Linked DNA regions of Mus musculus: region 2 is linked to region 1. A link is a contact called in public HiChIP or PLAC-seq data. All regions are on one chromosome and are shown on one strand. Each heading gives the region's core, a stretch centred on a gene start, on an enhancer-like site or on the middle of the called end of the contact. The rest is flanking DNA. Distances are from core to core; before and after follow the strand shown.

What was found. HiChIP or PLAC-seq counts read pairs in DNA pulled down with a chosen protein or histone mark.
Region 2: a contact with region 1 is called in an H3K27ac HiChIP or PLAC-seq map of embryonic stem cells, with 5 read pairs. The contact joins the promoter of Tm4sf19 here to the enhancer-like site in region 1. A contact is called at or near these places in 2 of 484 Hi-C or Micro-C datasets (cortical neurons and nephron progenitors), 3 of 115 datasets of contacts at active chromatin or transcription factors (the 230-238 cell line and embryonic stem cells) and 3 of 9 other capture datasets (adipose tissue, liver and pancreatic islet).

Annotation. Positions count from the first base shown.
Region 1 is chr16:32,310,897-32,314,556 of GRCm38.p6, reverse strand. No RefSeq gene overlaps it. Among named protein-coding and RNA genes, the nearest start is that of Ubxn7, 20 kb to the left of the region's middle. Within about 2 kb of position 1,511, at least 19 of the 459 cell types and tissues checked have an H3K27ac peak or open chromatin away from gene starts, as enhancers often do. A contact at or near this core is called in embryonic stem cells, where this site is marked.
Region 2 is chr16:32,399,016-32,402,420 of GRCm38.p6, reverse strand. Tm4sf19 (transmembrane 4 L six family member 19) reads right to left here and starts at 1,915. Exons shown (of 5, transcript NM_001160402.1): 1 at 1,493-1,915.

The DNA of each region.
Region 1 (3,660 bases), core at 262-2,761:
ATAATGATTATGATTGGACATAATCACTTGGCACAAAGCAAACTGGTGATAGGCAGTTTAATAAGAACTCAAGATATTAGGCTAGATAACATGGTCTCATCTGTTTGATTATGAAGCAGGAGTGAGTTACAGTCAGTCTCAGAATGGTTTTCCTGGCATGGATCACTGAAGGTGAGGACTTCCAAAGCAAGAAACTGTTAGGGACTGGTTTTCTGTCAGGTCCCAAAGAAATCTAGGACAAATGGCTGACTGTGGTATCTATTAGCACACCAAAGTGCATGCTCAGAACTCTAGGCTCCCTCAGGACCTGGCTCCTCCCAGAACTTCTCACCAGGACATGAAGGCCATGAGCTCTCTGGTTCTCTCTCTCTTGGTGTCCTCATCTCTCTTCTCTTCCTCTCTCTCCTTTCATGGACCGGTTCAGTCCATACGCCTGTGGCTGTACTTTCTGTCATACTTACAATAAAATCCTCCTCCACCCCACCTTGGAGGTCGTGTGCTCATTTTCATTCAGCTTTCAGAGGTGTATTCTATAAAGCCAGATGTCATTGATTGATTAGCTAGGTTTATAGCCTGTCCTCGTGTTACTTGTTACCATGGATATAGACTGAAAAATCAATCTTTTCCTGAGAACATGGGGAGTCTTACTCTCCTGGGGAAATTTTTTTTGTAACTCACTACAGAGAAAAAGTCAATTTTCCCAGTATGTAAAGACTTCTCTGGAAATTGAGAACTAAAAGATGAACATCCCAACAGAAAGGACTCAAAGAGAAAAATAAATATAAATAGTCCAGAATGTTGAAAGGAAAACCAGTTTCATGCTGGAGGGTGGGGCTCAGTGGTGCTTAGCATGCATAAAGACCTGGCCTCATCCCCAGCACTGACACAAAAGCATCTCAGCCCCTTTGTGGTTTTAAAATTAATTAGGTGACTTTGTGTGAGTGTCCCGAGTGGACGTGCGTGGGTGTGGAGGTCAGAGGACAGCTTTGAGGAGGCTCACTCTCCTTCCCTCTCGTGGGTCCCAGAGATCAAATTCAGGTCATCAGGTGTAGCAGCGAGTGCCTTTACCCACTGAGACATCTCAAAAACTCTCCACCTCTGAAGAGTTTAAAGATTTTGTAATAAATCCTTTATTTAATAACCATGTGCAAGGTCCTACAGAAAAGCACAAACCACAGCCATGCAGCTAAGGCGCAATATCAAAGGACAGTTAATGCACAAAATCACCACAGTTGTTTTGTTTTATTTTGGTTTCTTGGTCTGTTGGCTTTTTGAAACGTTTGTTTCTGTATAACCCTGACTGCCCTGGAACTCACTTTGTAGGATCAGAGTGGCCTTGAACTCACAGAAATTAGCCGGCCTCCGGCCTCCCAGGTGCTGGGATTAAAGGCATATGCCAATGTCCAGCTCAGGCACCAAAAAAATTTAAAATATTTACGCCCAGGAGGTCTGTCATTTACAAAGAACCACGGCAACTGAGGAATGCTGAGAACAGAGAGTCTCCCCCAGGGAAGAGCATACCAACTGGTTATCCAATACCAAATGGTTTGCCCTGAGAACACACACAAGTAACACTAGATAGATAGGCTCAGCAGCTTGTGTGTACTGATATGTGTTATTAATCCTGCCAGGTGAGAATAAGACTATCACAATTTTGAGCCAAATTTAAAGCAAGCTTTAATTTAAAACTAGCCAGTGTGATGGACTCTGGCCAGGTCCATTCCTGGGTTTCCAGAAAATGGCCACTAGTCACATTTTGTGGAGGTTCAAAAAAGAACACCCAGAAGGCCACAGTATTTCCCATCAGGTCCAGAAAAAGCATATATCCTAACATACTTCCAGCCTAGGTATGTCCTGCCTGCATCTGAAAAGGTCGGCATAGGAACTTTGGAAAGGTCATGAAACACTCACCCCTCCGGAAGGGAGAGGCTAATTAGCATTTCTCTGACTCCAGGGCAGGAACTGACCAACGGGTAGGGACTGACCTGCGGGTAGAGACACATTCCACAGACTGACCTTGCTCACCTCAGACAAGGGAAGTCCTTGCCACCTCATTCCCCTAAAGACCAATCAGTTTAAAGGGTGCACTGTTCTGCCAATCATATTGTGCCTAGTTGCTGATGCTCTATTCTGCCCCTGGAAACCATATAAAAAATGGCCGAATGGGTGCTGGTGGTCACTGCCTCTCCTTTGGGTCTGGGATGACCCCAGTGCACTGGAACAATAAATTCCTCTTGCTTTTTGCATAGGTCCTGGCTCCACGTGGCTCACTCAGGGGTCCCCTGTAAGCTAAGGCTCCTCGGAGTCTTACACGTACCTCTAATTACTTGTACCTCTCACATACATGGGATTAAACACATCAGGAGCAATTGTTTAAGGAACAAAAAACACGTGGCTTGTTATCTCCCACAAATAATAGCCTGCAGCATTTAACTTTGGCTCTCAGTGTGTGTGTGTGTGTGTGTGAGTGTGTGTGTGTGTGTGTGTGTGTGTGTGTGTGTGTGTGTGTGTGTGTATAACAACAATGAAAAAAGAGGCCATGAATTTGAAAGAAAACAAGCAGGGGTCTATGGGATGATTTATATAGGGCTGAAAGGGAAGGAGCAAATGATGTAATTACATGTAATTTTAATCTCAAAAATAACTAAAAACATTTTCTTTTGTTGGTTTTTTTTTTTTTTTTCCCAAGACAGGGTTTCTCTGTATAGCTATGGCTGTCCTGGAACTCACTTTGTAGACCAGGCTGGCCTCGAACTCAGAAATCCACCTGCCTCTGCCTCGCGAGTGCTGGGATTAAAGGCGTGGGCCATCACGCCCGGCTCCGACTAAAAACATTTTTATTTGATGTGTATAGGTGTTTTGCCTGTGCTTATGTCCATGCATGCATTGTGCCCACAGAGTCCAGAAAACAGACAGATGTGAGCTGGCAGGTTGGTGCTGGGAATCCAACCCTGATGCTCCAGCTGCGCAGGCTGTGCCCCTTACTGCCGAGTCATCTCCATAGCCAGGCCATTGAACTTTAAATGTTTTATAAAAATGTACAGAGCAGGACACGGTGCTGCGCGGCTTTAATCCCAGCACTTGGAAGCAGAAGGAGGTGGAACTCTTGAGTTTTTAGCCCTGCTTGGTCTACATAGGGAGTTCCAGGCCATCTAGAATTCCACGGGGAGACCCTGTCTTAAAACAACAAACAAAACAGGAAGTACTGCTACGGGGGCCAGCGAGTAAAGGCTCTGGCTAAGAAAGTCTGATGGCCTGAGTTTGCTTGTGTTGGATCCCTAGGACCCACATAAAGACAGGAAGAGAGAACTCACCCCACAGAGTTGTCCTCTGACCTTTACTCGACATGCTTGCCATAGCGCGAATGCTCCTTCTCCAATAATAAAACACATATCAGAACTGTATGTATCCTGCTGTTGCTGGGCATCCTAGCTTATGTCTGCATCTCTGAAGAGGATGGTGAGTTTCAAGTGTTAGAAGTTTGCGGTTGTAAAGAAACCAGTGTCGTCCTCTCTCCTGCCTCTCCACTGGTGGTGACTGGGCACCGCTGGCACGCAGCTCAGAGTAGGCAGAACAGATTCCAAAACGGTGGTCCATGGGCGAAAGAGCAGGGTCTGGGACGAATGTGGTTTCCGGTCTCCTCTCTGGCACCTGTGCACT
Region 2 (3,405 bases), core at 666-3,165, 87 kb before region 1:
AGGGATTTACAGTTCAGGCCAGCCTTGGCTACAGTGTGTATTTGAGGCCAGGCTAGGCTACATGAGCCTAGGCTAAACAAAACAAAACAAATTTAAACAAATAGAGAAAAACTGCAAACCCGAGTATGGTCTTTTGGGTGAGTGGAATTCAGAGAGCACCTAACGGGACACAACAGGCTCACAGTGTCTCAGTGAGTGCCAAGCCAGAACCAGCGTGGCCAAGGCGTAAAGAAGTAGGTAAGGATGTTTATACGTACTGCCAAAGAGAGCAAACGGAGCAAGAGGATTCCATTCGAGGGCTTAATTCACAGTCAGACCGGGGTGGCCCCACTCTAAGTATATGTACACAAGCATGCTCAGCTAAGGCACTCTGAGCAAGCTCAAATGAAGTTGTTATGGAAAACTAGGAATTTTTCGAGGAGGATGGTACCTATATGTCAAAGCAATGAACAGAAATGTCTCTGGGCATGCTCAGCTTGCAACATAAAATTTTAACTGAAAATGAAGGAAAAGGATAACTTGAAGGGGAACTAAGACAAGAGTCTGTCCCTGAAGGTTCTGGCCCTGCTCAGTCACTAGTAACCCTTGGCTGGCCTGCCCTGAGAAGAGCAAGAGGGCCCTACTCCATCTACAGAGAAAGGATGCTGTGACTCGGTTTGCCTTTCACTTCCTCTCTGAGACTGTTCCCTTAGAAACCACAACGCCCCGAGACAGCCTTCCAAACATGTGAGTCAGATTAGCAAAGAGCCCATTTTCTCGTGAGTAGAGGCAGCCGAGATCAGAAGGTCAAGTTTGGTTTGGTTTGGTTTTTGAGACGGGGTCTCTTGTAGCAGAAGCTGGCCTTGAATTTCTGATTTTTCTGCCTCCACCTCCCAAGTGATAAGACCGAAGGTATGTACCATTATTCCCCCAAAGGTCAAATCTTAAAACTAGGCTGTAGAGGAGGCCCTCCCTAGAACCTGAGGTGCAGGCCGTGTGAACCAATCATCAGCCACTGTCTGGGCCCAGGAGCACTTGCCTGGGAGGAAGAGCACAATTTCTGTGTCCGGTTTCCCCACTCCCATCTCTCCCTGCATCCTTTAGTAGATGTTAAGCCAGACAACTGCACTAGAACCTAGGGAGAAAACGGTGAAAATCAAAACAAAGCAGTCCCTTCCCTCGAGGACTATAGAGCTAGGGGAACAGAGAAAAAGGAGGAGAATAAAGGGCAGAAGCTCTCTCACAGGACTGCTTGACCCTTGCCTGAAACAACAAGGGCTCCTGGAAGGAGTGCTGTCATGGCAAAACTTAACTATTAAGGAGGCACTGGATGGGAAAGGTATTCTAGGCAGGTACAGAGGCCTGAAGTTCACCAAGACAAGTTCACTGAGAGACAGCCTCAAGTCCCAGTGGTTAAGCAGCAGAGCTGGTATCGCAAGACTGGCAGTCTAAACGGCTAAGCCCTGCTGGTCTAGGATATATCATTTTAGAGGACCCTCTCATCTCTTCTTACCTGTTTGTGATGGCAAGAATCAGGATAGGAGAACAAGAAAGTGGAGGAGACACTCTTCAAAATGGACCTTGGCCCCTCGGGCAGCCCCAGCCGGCTAGGCTTGCAGGGTCGGGAAGGTCCTGCATATGTAGCGGTTGCCTGGGTATTCATGTGAACTCGAGTGGGCGTGGGTGTCCACAGCTGCCCACGGGCCTCCACTGAAAAATCATTCTGTCCCAGGCGAAGCCTGTGCTCGTGACCCACTCATTCTCTGCTCACTTTCATGTGATTCCAAGGAAGGACACATGGACTCACAAGCTCAACGGTCTTAGTGAGTCACTGATGCACCCAGGAGCAGTCCCTCAGCCTCCTCTGCCACCAGCGCCCTTTCCACATCAGCTGCTCCATCCGGCTGTGTCATCCTTCCTTGTACCATCTGGGCTCTTCTGAGAGAGCACCCCTGAGCACCCACCCTTTCTTCCTTCTCACCCCACTTTCTCAGCCTCGTCGTCTTCCTTCTCCCTCGTGTTCAAGCACAGGGCATCCATCATCCTGGAGTGTCACAGTCGCACAAACACTGTGTGTCACACAGGGATGGCTCCAGACAGGCCTTTGGTAAGCTCCTATTCAAGGCCCCAGCCACTGGATGTAGAAGCTCCCTGCAATCCTAAAAAGACAGAAGTGGAAGCAGGAACCCGGTCTCAAAAGTAAGATAGAACAAAAGCAAAAACTAATAGCTTAAAATTCTGTGTCACATTAACAGCAAAAATGACAACTAATACCCGAGAATTTCTGTATCTTTATTTCAAGAAGCCAGATAAAACATTCCTCCTAATTAACTTCCTTCCTCATACTTAGCAGGGACAATTATAGAGACAGAATACACCATATGTGGTTCTTGGTTGTTGCAGCCAGTTTAAAAATTTATAAAAAGTAAGCCGGGCAGTGGTGGCGCACGCCTTTAATCCTAGCACTGGGGAGGCAGAGGCAGGTGGATTTCTGAGTTTGAGGCCAACCTGGTTCTACAGAGTGAGTTCCAGGACAGCCAGGGCTACACAGAGAAACCCTGTCTTAAAAAACCAAAAAGAGGGGGAAAAAAGAATTTATAGAAGATAGAATTAAGTTCACAAATTCTGGAAGTGGAGTGAGACACAAATTGCTTTAAAAATTATTCTTGTAATGTGTATAGGAATTTTATTTTATTTTTCATTGATTTTATTTTTAACATATATAAGAAATAAATGTAATAAACCAAATACATGGACAAAAAAAAATACAAGAATCATATGATCATTTCAATGGAAGAAAAAAGAAAACGTCTTTGATAAGATTCAACATGAATTCCTTTTTTGTTTGTTTGTTTTGTTTTGTTTTGTTTTTTTGTTTTTTAGTTTTTTTGAGACAGGGTTTTCTCTGTGTAGCCCTGGCTGTCCTGGAACTCACTCTATACCAGGCTGACCTCGAACTCAGAAATCTGCCTGCCTCTGCCTCCCAAGTGCTGGGATTAAAGGTGTGCGCCACCACACCCAGCTCTCAACATGCATTCTTAATAAAAGCCCTAGAACAAATAGGACTGTAGGAAACATGTTCTAACATAATAAAGGTTATAAATGACAAACACATGGTCAATATCATCCTAAATGAATAAATCCATTAATAAGCCCCATTAACATCAGGAATGAGAGAGGACTGCCCACTCTCCCTACTGCTCATCCATAACGTGATTGAAAGCAGTAAGGCAAGAGAAGGGATACAAATGGGAAAATATTAAGTCAAATTATTTTCAATTGAAGATTATATTATCTTATACCCAATGTTCCCAAAATTTGACTAGAAAAATTGTAGAAATTATCAATAATTTCAGCAAAGTGTTATGATACATAATTGACTTACAAAATTTACCAGTCTTAATACATGAGTAACAAGCCTGCTGG